Linked DNA regions of Mus musculus: all the other regions are linked to region 2. Evidence: chromatin contacts called from public promoter capture Hi-C data. All regions are on one chromosome and are shown on one strand. The core of a region is the stretch at or near the end of the contact, and the rest is flanking DNA. Distances in the headings are between cores, read along the strand shown. Region 1 holds the start of Tfap4 (transcription factor AP4). Region 2 holds the start of Crebbp (CREB binding protein). Region 3 holds the start of 1700037C18Rik (RIKEN cDNA 1700037C18 gene).

Region 1 (3,648 bases), core at 809-3,308, 350 kb after region 2:
CGAGTCCAGCTGAATATCTGCTCTAACTGGTGCCTTCTTAGCTTTATAAAGCTTCTCCAGCTTTACAAAGAAATCAGAAAACAAATGGACTCACAGCAAGATTGTAGTGATTCGAAGAGAAAATTCTAGCAAGTAGGTCCCCAGAATATTTAGTGTCCAAGAGTTTAGTTACTGCTGTTTTGTACCTGCTGGGCCCTCAGGTGAACCGTATCTTAGTGCCAGCTGGGGGGGGGGGGATTAGAGGGGGCTGCCAGCTGCTAGACCCACCAACAGGCCCTAGGTATTGGCTCTCAACTTGAAAGTAAAGTGGGATCCCTACCTGGATTTTATACCTATGCAGCAACCTGCCCCACAGGCGTTGCTGTCTACCAACCAGCCTATGCCACTCAGCGGGCTCCTCCTCCTCCAGCCCCAGCCCTGCCTGGCTGGGGTGTCGGAGCACGTGGCCCCAGCCCTGGGGAGCCATTACGCTCCTAGAGTAGCACGGCAGGCAGGAAAGAGATCGTCGGTTTCAAACTTAAGCGCGCTGGAGAAACCTCTCCTTGCGTGCACCACCACCATCCCCGCCCGGACCCAGCCGGCTTGTAGGGTTCAATGAGCAGATACCAGGGCCGGCAATAGAAATCTCAGACATGACGATTTAACAAGAGTTTAAGAGAGATTCGGCCACTGGTCAATCGCGATTTAGTAGCGAGTGGATCTGGGGCAACCTAGGTAGGATCAAGCTCACTAAGGGGTATCTCAAGAGAGACCTCCGACCACCCACCCGACCAGGAGATTCAACGCTTTGCATTTATGACTGAGGAACAGAAGTGGGACAGCAAAGTTTGCAGACCCATATGCAACAGGAAGTAGACTAGAGCCCTGAAGCAACCTAAGACGCACCCTCATCAAAAGGCCTCCCCACCTGGCCTGCTTAGCCCACCTAGTTGGTTACGGCCGAGCTTTGTGCAAGTAAAGCGTGGCCCCGAAGCGCCTACAAGTCCCACAATGCAGCACCGACCCGGCATAGAGAACTACAGCTCCCGTGAGGTCGTGCGCGCAGAGGCCCGCCTACTCCAAGAGGGCTGCAGAGTCACGTCCAGGCCTCGCTAGTAAACAGCACCCGAGCGCGGGCGGAGAACGTGCGACTAGTGACTGCCAACGTGTGGGGGACCGCAACTTCCCTGCTTGAAGCATGGCCACTAAAGGTCCACGTACGCCTCGCAACCTCGAGCGAGCACGCCCCCAACCCTGCTGCAGCCCTGTTCTCTGCAAACGTTCACACCACCCGGCTCCCCGCCCCCCCTCCCCGCAGCCTGGAACCGCGGCATGGCAGCATTGTAGCTGTCCTCTCGCACACTCCGGGCCCCCCCCAAAACGACCTCCTTAGAAGAGGGTTCCCAGAAAGCGCGAGTAAGCAAGGAAAAGGAAGGAAGCCAAAGCTGGCGGGGGGAGGAGGAAGCGCTGGGTGAAAGCCACCAGCAGCAAGCATGGCCGGGACTGCTGCAGCACCACGTGGGTCTGTTTGCAATTTACAAACGTCGCGACTCGCCCGCCTGCAGCGGACAAAAGTGGACAGAACCTCTCGGGGTCCCCACGTTCCAAGGGAAGAGGGTCCCTAGGCAACGCAAGCAGGGTTCCAGAGACTGCAGCGGACCCAGTAGCTAAGAAAGGCGAGCGAGCTCGGAGGCGCGAGCCATGCGTGCGCACACGCGCACCCGCCCGGGCGGGCTGGCCGGGGGCTGCAATGGGAAGAAGGGGTTGGGGGGAGGAGCAGTACACACCTACAGAGCCCTCCTATCACTTCTTTCTCTGTTTTCCTGAAATGTTGCAAAGAGGGCACCTTCTGAGTGGGCACCATGAAATACTCCATAGCGATAGGCCCCCCTCCTGTGCACGAGCCAGGTCTCGCGGTCAGCCGGAGAATGCAAGATGGAAATCCGAATCAAAGGGCAGCGCCGGACGGAGGTGCAGAATCGGCCGGTCCCAGATGCTGGCGGCAGCAGCAGCAGCGGCGAGGGGAGGGAGGCGGGCGGGAGGGGCGGGCGGGAGGTCTCTCCAGCCTGCCTCCCCGGGCGTGTGTATGTGTGTGTGTGTGTGTGTGTGTGTGTGTGTGTGTGTTTGCAGCTGATCAGATGTCTGTTTCAAGGCGGGAAACAGCTGGTGAAAACTCAGCACTCCCCGGCCTCCTTCCGCGGAGTAAGGAATTGCATGTAAACAAAGGACTATTTGCAGCGCCCCCCCCAGGGCGACTGGATGCTGGGGCGAGAAGGGCGCAAGCTCCTTGGGACCGACTACTACATGGGTCTGCAGACTTAACCCTGGGATCAGGAATCAGGGGTCGACAGCTGGCTGTGGGGGGACACGATGTGAATGGAGTGAACAGCGGCCCAGCTACATGCGCCACTATGGGTGATGAGGTCCATCAGCTGACAGGTTGGCAAGCGTAGCTAAAAAGAAAAAAAAAAAAAAAAAAAAAAAAAAAAAGGCCAGCCCCACCGCACGGGATCCCAGTCTGTGCAGTCCAGGGTCCGGTGAGGACTGCCCAGTGCGGGGTCTTTGCGCACCGCTATCCTGGAGGACGCGCTGGGCGGGGCTGCAGCAGCAAAGGGAAGGCTCTTTTGGGTGTGTGCTTCAGGCTTTTGCATTTTCATAATTGCCACTGCACGGAGCGGAGCAGAGCCACTCTGGCGCGCTCCCTTTCGAGCCGACCCGGGCCCCCTGGAAACTTGCGTCATAGCCACTGTTTCCCACAAGTAACTTGGGGCTGACTCTGACCACCCGCCAGCCTCCTCCCTCCGTCTTTACCCAGGTGGCTGCCTGGCCCAAACTCTGACTGGTGCTAGGAAATTAGATTGCGAAGGGTACAGGCAGGTGCGCAAGGTACCTCGGATGTTTGGGGCTGCCATAGGAAGAGAGAGCAAGTGGGAAGGAAGGGAAGGGCGGAGGCAAGCCAGAACAGCAGCGGCCCTGAGGCAGGCTGCCAGCGCGGTCCGAATATCCATTAGAGGTCTGGTGGTGGCTGCCAGGTCCTGTCTTGCCTCTTTCACTACCTTACTTTCCGACTTCGCGCGCAGCGGGCTGCAGCTTCTCATTCATGGGGAAGGCGGGATAAAACTTGCTCCACCGCCAGAGGGCGCGCTCTACAATGGGGGGGGAGTGGTGGTCTGGGGCAAGGGAGGGGACGTTTTAGGGGTGAGCTTCCGTCCTCTGACACGCCCCCACCTTCCGGTCCCGGCCCTCCCCAGACTCCTGGAGGGCTTGGCCCCAGGCTCAGGAAGCCCACGCCTGCCTCGGAATGTCCTCGCTCCAGCTCAGCGCCTTTCCCAGACCCATTCGCTGCCTTCCAAGGTTCCACCCAAATCGAGCCTCTTAGTTGAAATACTTCTATTTATAACAATTGTTGGGTATTATTAGAAAACATTGTTCAATATTACCAACCTGATCTCTAACTGTAGATGCCAGATCAATTAGCATCTAATCCCAGGGACACGTAACTTGAAAAGCAGCACTTCCTAGCCGGCTGGGCTGTGCAGTTGCACACCTGTAATCCAGAATTCTAGCGCTTGGAGATCGAAGATACGATCGTGCCTCTAAAAAAGACAAAGAAGCAAGGCGGTGGTAGCGCATGCCTTTAATCCCAGCACTTGGGAGGCAGAGGCAGGT
Region 2 (3,631 bases), core at 211-2,710:
AAAGAAAAGTGACTTTTCCCTACCTACCTGTGAATTATTTATTTACTCCTTTCTACCACTCAACAAATTTTAAGTCAACAAAAATCTCCTGAAAAATGATGGAGGGAGAATACTCCCCTCTCATTTCTACATTAACATTCTCCTTTCATGACTGGATTTCAGGAGCACTTCAAACTGAAGCCGTGAAATCTAAGTTTTGTTTCAAAAGCAGAAATATTTTTAAATACACTTGTATAAAGTCACAGAGTTCCACAACTTGAACATCTGTATCTAGCGCCAATCTGCAGGCAGCAATGTAATTTGATTTGGACCCATTCATCAGAAACTGATTTTCAGATGCCGCTACAAGTACGTACTGGAAAAGTGCTAGCTGCGCTGAGCCGGCATTGTTCACAGCAGCATACGAGTTTATATTTCGAAGGAGAGCTTAAAAGGGGAAATACGAATAATTGGCAAGGTTATCAGAGCTGTCCAGAAGTACTCTGAATTACTGAATGAACAGGGAAGTCTTGGGTACCCGATCCGATCACCTAAGAAAGTTTGCACGGAAGCTATTTTGTGAGTTGGGGAAAAGATTTAAGATTATCTTGCTTTTCTCTTTCCCTGAAAGATTCAAAGTCCTTAATTTTTTAATTTTTCATCTCCAGTGTAAAACCATTCCAACCTCAAAGGCAGACTGGAGCCCAAATGGACTTTTAAAAGCCTGCTAGCTTCTTTTTAAGGTTACGTATGTAAATGAAAGACACCACAGCAACTTTGATGACAACTCGCACATGAGGTTTGGGGTTTTGGAGAAAAAAAAATACTAGGTGATCAAAAAAAAAAAAAAATCAAGACTTTCTAAATAACCACTAAGCGTTTTCCCAAGCAACACATTCCAAGAAACTTCTCCGTCGCAACTCGTCGCAACTAAGAAGGCAGCAGCTGTGTCCGCGACTGCACCGCCTAGAGTGGGGGGTCCGATCCTGAAAGCCCTCATTGCCTCTGGTCGCATTCTCTTACTCCAAACCTCCAAGGTCCCCTCCGCTGTCATCCCGGCCGGCCACGCGTGCGGACACTAGACCGCGCCCCCGCTTCACTTTTCCTCCCGACCAGGGAAGCGCATCCCAAGGCCCGGGACAGAGTCTCTGGCCACTGCGACCCTCAACCCCCTCCCTGCCCCGAACTCTGACAGCGAGCCTAGACCCAGCCTCACCTGTGTTGTCATTCGCGGAGAAGCCGGGCGAGCTGAGTTTGGCTCGTTTGGGGTTGGGCGGTCCGTCCAGCAAGTTCTCGGCCATCTTCACCTGCTCGCGGAAACAGCCCTGAGCGCGGGCGGCGCGACGCGGCCCGGACGGGGGTCGGGCCGGCGGCTGCGAGCAGGCGAGCCAGCGAGGAGCGAGCGCAGGAGCGCGGGCCGGGCCGCGGAGGGCGCAGGCCGGGTGGGGGAGGCGGCGGCCAAATCTCAGCCTCAGCAACAGCGCCCCGCAGCGCTCACCGCCCGCCCCCGGCCGCCGCCGCCGCCGGCCGCGGCCCCCTCATCCCCTGCCCGCCTCCCGAGCGCGACACTCCGCGGCCCGGGCACCCAAGCGGCCCGGCCGCCTCCGCGGGCCCGGCTGGCAGCGACGGCGCCCGGCCCCGCGGCTCAGGCGGCGCCCGGGAACATGGTGGTACCGCCGCCGCCTCGCCGCCACCCCCCCCCCCCGCGCGCCCCACTTAATGAATTCGCCCGCGGCCGGACGACCGGGGGGCTTTGGGCTCCGCCGCCCGCCCGCGGCCCGCCGCCGCCGTGAGGAAAAACAATGCGCCGAGCGGGGCCGCCGCCGCGCCGCGGCCCCCCCACCCCGTGCCGCCGCCGCCGCCGCCGCCGCCGCCGGGCTCCGGGAGGCCGAGACGAGAGGCGAGCGGGGCCGCCGGGGCGGGCGCCGAGGGCCGGGCGGAGCGGGCCGGCCAGGCGGAGCGGGGTGCGCGGGCGGTTGTGGGGCCCGGGACCGGCGGGGCCGAGTAGATCGCGCTCGAAGCCCCGGTCGGATCCGCGACAAGATGGCGGCTGTTGATTCCTCAATTAAAAAAAAAAAGAAAGTTTTTTTTCTTCTCTTTCCAGAGCCTGAACGGGGAGGGGGAGGGGGCGGGGCACGCTTGTACGTCACCCCCCCCGCGGCGTCACCACGCACGGCCCCCGCCCCGCCCCTCCACCTGCGCCGGCCGCGGCGGAAAGAGCCGAGCGCGCTCGGGTGGAAGGGTCGAAGGCACGGCGGCGATGCGTGAGGCGACGGGCTGCGGTGCTAGGCCCGGCCTGCGGGACGCCAAGTGCGCAGAGCAGACGGCCACTTTTGTTCTGACGCTGTCAGTAACGCGGCACGCGCGGGGAGGGCGCCCTGGGCTCGAGCCTAGACCCCCCCCCCCGCCAGGCTCGGAGTCAGCGCTGATCCGGGCCCAGCCCGTCCGGTCCCGCCCCGCCCCGGCAGCTCTGGCTCTTCGCAGCTCCTTGCTTGCGAGCCTCCAGGGTGACATCGGACTAAGAAGACGCCACCGCAACCTGCGCCTCTTCCCCGCGCCCTATGCTAGTAATGGCGAAGTGGCGCCTGCAGGTTACAGAGGGTCCTCGGGTCTGTGTGCAGATGGGGAAACTGAGGCAGGAAGGGGCAAAGCAACTTTCTCTAAGATCACTGAGGGAGAAAATGACAGGCCGAGAGTCCACCCCTTCCTTGTGCTTCCCAAGTTTGCAAGGGCACCGCAAGGCTCTTGAGCGCCCACTCCCAAGCCCAAAAACGATAGGGCCAGGTCCAATGTCCAACGCTGTCACCTGAAGGGAGAGGCTGTCAGCTCTACCTCCTGGATCTGAGATGGGCCCAGGTACCAAGACCAAGGGCTTCGATCTCCTAAGGGTACTCCTTACTTCGGACAACCACCCTGGCTTTGGCAGGTACCCAGAAAAATGTAGGATCACAGGGAGACCCTCTCACTTGGGTGTGCCACACACCTCCTCAAAAACTAAAGTTTTCCCATCTCTGTTAACACTCTCTCAAAACCTGCCAGCTTGACTCGGAAGTCCTTATCTTCCAGGTATCAGCAGCACCCCTATTTCCTAAGCGAGAAACCTGTGAGTCAGACCCCTCCTTCCCTCCCCATCCACCCACGATGCAGCTAGTCTCCCCCACATTCTTTACCTGAAGAATGAGCTCCTCCACCTTACACCGCAGCCACCTGCTGTGTTGTCCATCATGGTGCCTGCTGTCCTTTGACTGAGGCAACTTCTTACATAAACTTTTCTTGTGTTTCATGTTGTTCAGCACACAGCCACAAAACTACCTTTTGGGGGGGGGATCTCCCTTGGTGATCTTAGAGAAAGTTGCTTTGCCCCTTCCCGCCTCAGTTTCCCCATCTGCACACAGACCGGAGGACCTTGTGTAAACTGCAGGCACCACTTTGACATCACTAGTATAGCATGAAGGGACTAGGCGCAGGCCTACCTGCAACAAATGGCTCCTATACAAAGAACAAGAAAAACACTAAGAACATATATAAAATAGACAGACACATGCATATAACAGTGGTTGGGCCAGGATTGAGTGATGCACATTTATCTTAACTGTTCAAAACTTGTGCTTCCCACACCTGTTTCATCTCTCCCTTCTGTCCATCACTCTCT
Region 3 (3,464 bases), core at 554-3,053, 300 kb before region 2:
CTGAGCAATGGCTGTTACCTGGACCCAGGGTCCCCTGTGGCAGGTCCAGGGGCCAGGGTGAGCCTTCAGGCCGTGTCAGGCTGCCCCCAGCCATGAGCCGGCCTAGCCAGTGGCTTCCACATTGGCCAGCAGGCTGCATGTGGCCTGGCAGGTAGAGAGCCAGGCTCCGGAGGTGTCGCAGTCGGAAGTTCTTGGGCTTGCTTCCCTGAGCACTGGGGCCCTGCTGCTGCTGGGCCCCCAATCCTCCCTCATAGATGTTGGGTGGTGTGTCAGGGTGGCTGGGGCGTCCTGGGGCCCAGCTCACTGCATCTGCAAGAGAGAGAGAGAGAGCAGGAGGGTGATGGCCAGTGGGAACAGCATCTGGGGGAAATGCAAGTACCAACTCATACGTAGCTTCTACTCCCTGGCTATCCAGTCTTAGTTCCTGTCTATTCCCACTACTCCGCTGCTCCCCTAACAGAGGCGCCCAAGCAGCCCAGGACTTTGGCACTGAGATCCCGTTGAGCACTTCAAGCTCGTTTTGTGCTCTCTACTCTAAAAAGAGTATGCTGGCACCAGTGTATATAAGCACAGTGGGTACAAGAGGGCATGCCTGGCCCAGTCATATAGCCTAGATCAGGAGTTACTCCCTTCCCAAGCATGCACATCCCTGGGCTCTCCCCAGTAGCTTTGGGCCCAGGTTGGGACAGTGTGGCATCTCTGCTGCTGCTCCTCCCTGCAGCCAGGCACCTTCTCTTATTCGAAGCTCAGAGAATGCACAGACCAAGGCTTCCATGGAGGGCCAGTATGGTGGGGGAGGAGTGGCCAGGCCTTCTGTGCAGTAGGGCCTGCTCTCCCCTGTCTAGGGGGTGGATCTGCAGGTCTCCCATAGCAACTGGTCCTTATGATGTCACAGTAAAGACTAGTCTTCCTGGACCTCCTAGTTTGGGAGAGTATGGTATGTCAGGGGCAAGGAGGGAGGCGGGCAAGGGAAGAGACCAGAAACCTAGGGTAAATTTGTTGATGTTAGATTCAGAGCAAGCCACATAAGACAAATTGGCTTTGGTATGCTGGAAAGTCATTCGCTAGGCTTCCTCATTTGTGGCAGGGAGAACGAGGATTTGGAGAACAAACCTGTAGAGATCTGAATCATGCTGAGAAGATGGTTCTGGGTGACACTTGTCTAATTATCCATTTTCTCATAGGTTAAGCAGTATGTAGATAATGCCAATTTTTTTCCTGTGCATTCTGACAAACTGGAACAATTATTCTGCTGGTAGAAATATAAAACTACAGGTTCTTTAGAATCTTAACTCCACCACAACTCTGTTTCATTATAGAAAATTTAGTTCTAGGTTTTACATCTAGGTGTATGAACCATTGTTTTTTACATAGATATTAATTTGCTATGGATTGCTCATTGTTTCAAAACCATTTGTTGCAAAGACTGTTCAAATGCATTGTCCCCCATGTTAGACTAGCCACGAATGTATGGCCCTACCCCACATATTTTTGTCCTTAAGTATCTACTCTTGGTCAGTACCACCGTGTTCTAGCCAAGGGCACCTTTACTTCTTGCACCTACCCATTTTCCTTATCGCCCACCCTTCCTGGCACAGCTCTCCTCTCTCCAGCCCTGCTTTTGTCGCGGTTGTCCTCGACTCGTAGCAGTCACCAAGGAGAGTTCTCTGTAGAGCCTGTGCTGACCCTGACACCCTAGGCGTGGTACACCAGCACTACCTCGCTCCACAGTTTCCAGGGCAACCTCTGGCGCGCGAGTCTGGGCGCCAATTTCCGGCTTGTCGGGAATACTGACTAGCTGTGCGTGCACAAAAGCCTTCCGGGTACAGGTCTCGAATTCTGCCCAGGGTAGGGTATCTTCGTTCCTGTCATTCTGTGGATACTTTATGAGGCTTCGACTGCGGGGTTTAGCTATGCTTTTACAAATACAAAGGAGACTCGGTCACAAAAGGTTATAATGTGCTCCATATATCAGTGAGGTAATGAGAGTTCCAACGGGACCAGAGCCAAAAGCGCTCTCTGAAAGACTATGACGTTGCGCAGCTCGCAAGGTGCTTGGCGCCACCTGTTGGTCTGTGTCCTGCGCTTGCGCTCACCACCCCTCTTCGCTTCCTGTCCTGTTTGGCCTGGTCCGCACGCTGTCCAAGGCCTCTGAGCGTTGCTATAGAGACCGGAGAGCGCTGGGCCTGCGAACTCTACAGAGACGGGCAGCGGCGCCCCAGTGGACTCTTGGGGACCAGAGCGCCATGTCTTTCCGCGACCTCCGCAGTAAGGCTGCACCCGGCTTTCCCGTGGGCTTCCCAGGATCTCGAGACTCCCCTGCCGGACCCCTGCCAGAGCCGTGGGCCCAGGCAGGCCGTGGGTCCCTGGGCCAGCCAGGGGCTGACAGAACTTTACAGCACCTTTGGAAAGTTCGGTCCGTCACTGGCCACGTGTAGCTAGAACACTGGGAATGTGTCTCGAGCCGCTGAAGAACTGAATGTTTAATTTCACCTCATTTTATCTCTGGTTGTCACGGCCACATTTGCAGCCGCATTAGAAAGGTCTTGCGGAAATGGAGACTTCTTCTGCATTTAGTTTGTAGAAAGAACCAGTAAAGCCGAGGAAGTGGCCGGATGAATGGATGGCTAGTGCTGCTAGGTTGTTTTGTTCATTTTTGAGGGTTTGTTTTGTTTGTTTGTATGTTACAATCTGTCACATGCTGTCCTCTATGTGGGCAATATTTCATTTACTCCTAGCAGGTTTGTGCCCTGGTTAGAGATGAAACAGGCAGCAAGAGGTCAAAGTAATTGAACGAGTTGCTTTAGAGTTTGAATCCAGCTTGCCTGAATGCCAAATACTGGGCAGAGAACTTGGCTAGAGAGTGGGGAAGCAGACTACTCTTACTCGTTATACTCTTTGGGGGAAACATCCTTTTTGTGGCAGGTGATTATATTTCACCCTTATTGTTCCTAGTTTTAACTGCAAGTTAAGTAGTATAGCTACCCCTGGTTCACACAGCTAGAGTGATGGGACTGTGTGACCTAAAAAATCTTACTTCACTTACAGAAGAGTAGCAGCTATTAGGGTCGTGTTGTCTAGGGTTTGAGGGTATTTGAAACAGTGTAATTATGACTGTCCCACGTAGTTTTTGATGAGGCTGGCACTTTACTGGGATCATTGAATAGTGATCATTGTACTGGAAAGAATATTTAAAAGGAGTATTTCAGAATTTATACTGATTTATATTTTTTTACCTTAAATAAATGCTGTATAGTGTGTAATCTATGAGACTGTCACCATTTATAACAGTGGAGAACTTGATAGCTACTACTTAGCTAAAAGGAGTGTTTAGGCAAAACCTGACTTTTTTCATAGAGGTATAAGGAAAAGCTGCAATATAAAGGGTATACATATATGGGATATATGTGTGTGTGTGATATAAGGGAAAGAAATAAGGGAAGGATGCTTCCTATCTTTCTACC

What was found. Promoter capture Hi-C pulls out the DNA fragments that hold promoters and counts their contacts.
Region 1: a promoter capture Hi-C map of liver shows a contact between it and region 2, with 6 times the contacts expected there. The contact joins the promoter of Tfap4 here to the promoter of Crebbp in region 2. A contact is called at or near these places in 14 of 39 promoter capture datasets (the 3T3-L1 cell line, 3T3-L1-derived adipocytes, the C10 cell line and 8 more), 16 of 484 Hi-C or Micro-C datasets (the C2C12 cell line, CD8 T cells, the G1E-ER4 cell line and 11 more), 12 of 115 datasets of contacts at active chromatin or transcription factors (astrocytes, bone marrow-derived macrophages, embryonic limb bud and 5 more) and 2 of 9 other capture datasets (liver and pancreatic islet).
Region 3: a contact with region 2 is called in a promoter capture Hi-C map of pre-B cells, with 4 times the contacts expected there. The contact joins the promoter of 1700037C18Rik here to the promoter of Crebbp in region 2. A contact is called at or near these places in 19 of 39 promoter capture datasets (the 3T3-L1 cell line, 3T3-L1-derived adipocytes, the HPC-7 cell line and 12 more), 5 of 484 Hi-C or Micro-C datasets (CD4 T cells, brown adipocytes, embryonic stem cells and 1 more), 4 of 115 datasets of contacts at active chromatin or transcription factors (astrocytes, extraembryonic endoderm stem cells, memory CD8 T cells and 1 more) and 4 of 9 other capture datasets (adipose tissue, liver, macrophages and 1 more).

The regions. Positions count from the first base shown.
Region 1 is chr16:4,557,662-4,561,309 of GRCm38.p6, forward strand. It overlaps Tfap4 (transcription factor AP4), which reads right to left and starts at 2,059. Exons shown (of 7, transcript NM_031182.2): 1 at 1,767-2,059. The coding sequence starts at 1,855.
Region 2 is chr16:4,211,944-4,215,574 of GRCm38.p6, forward strand. It overlaps Crebbp (CREB binding protein), which reads right to left and starts at 1,461. Exons shown (of 31, transcript NM_001025432.1): 1 at 1,196-1,461. The coding sequence starts at 1,280.
Region 3 is chr16:3,906,886-3,910,349 of GRCm38.p6, forward strand. It overlaps 1700037C18Rik (RIKEN cDNA 1700037C18 gene), which reads right to left and starts at 1,804. Exons shown (of 3, transcript NM_028484.2): 1 at 1,565-1,804; 2 at 1-309. The coding sequence starts at 1,568. It overlaps Cluap1 (clusterin associated protein 1), which reads left to right and starts at 2,124. Exons shown (of 12, transcript NM_029738.2): 1 at 2,124-2,268. The coding sequence starts at 2,247. Gm41410 (predicted gene, 41410) reads right to left here and starts at 1,768. Exons shown (of 4, transcript NR_153801.1): 1 at 1,720-1,768; 2 at 19-309.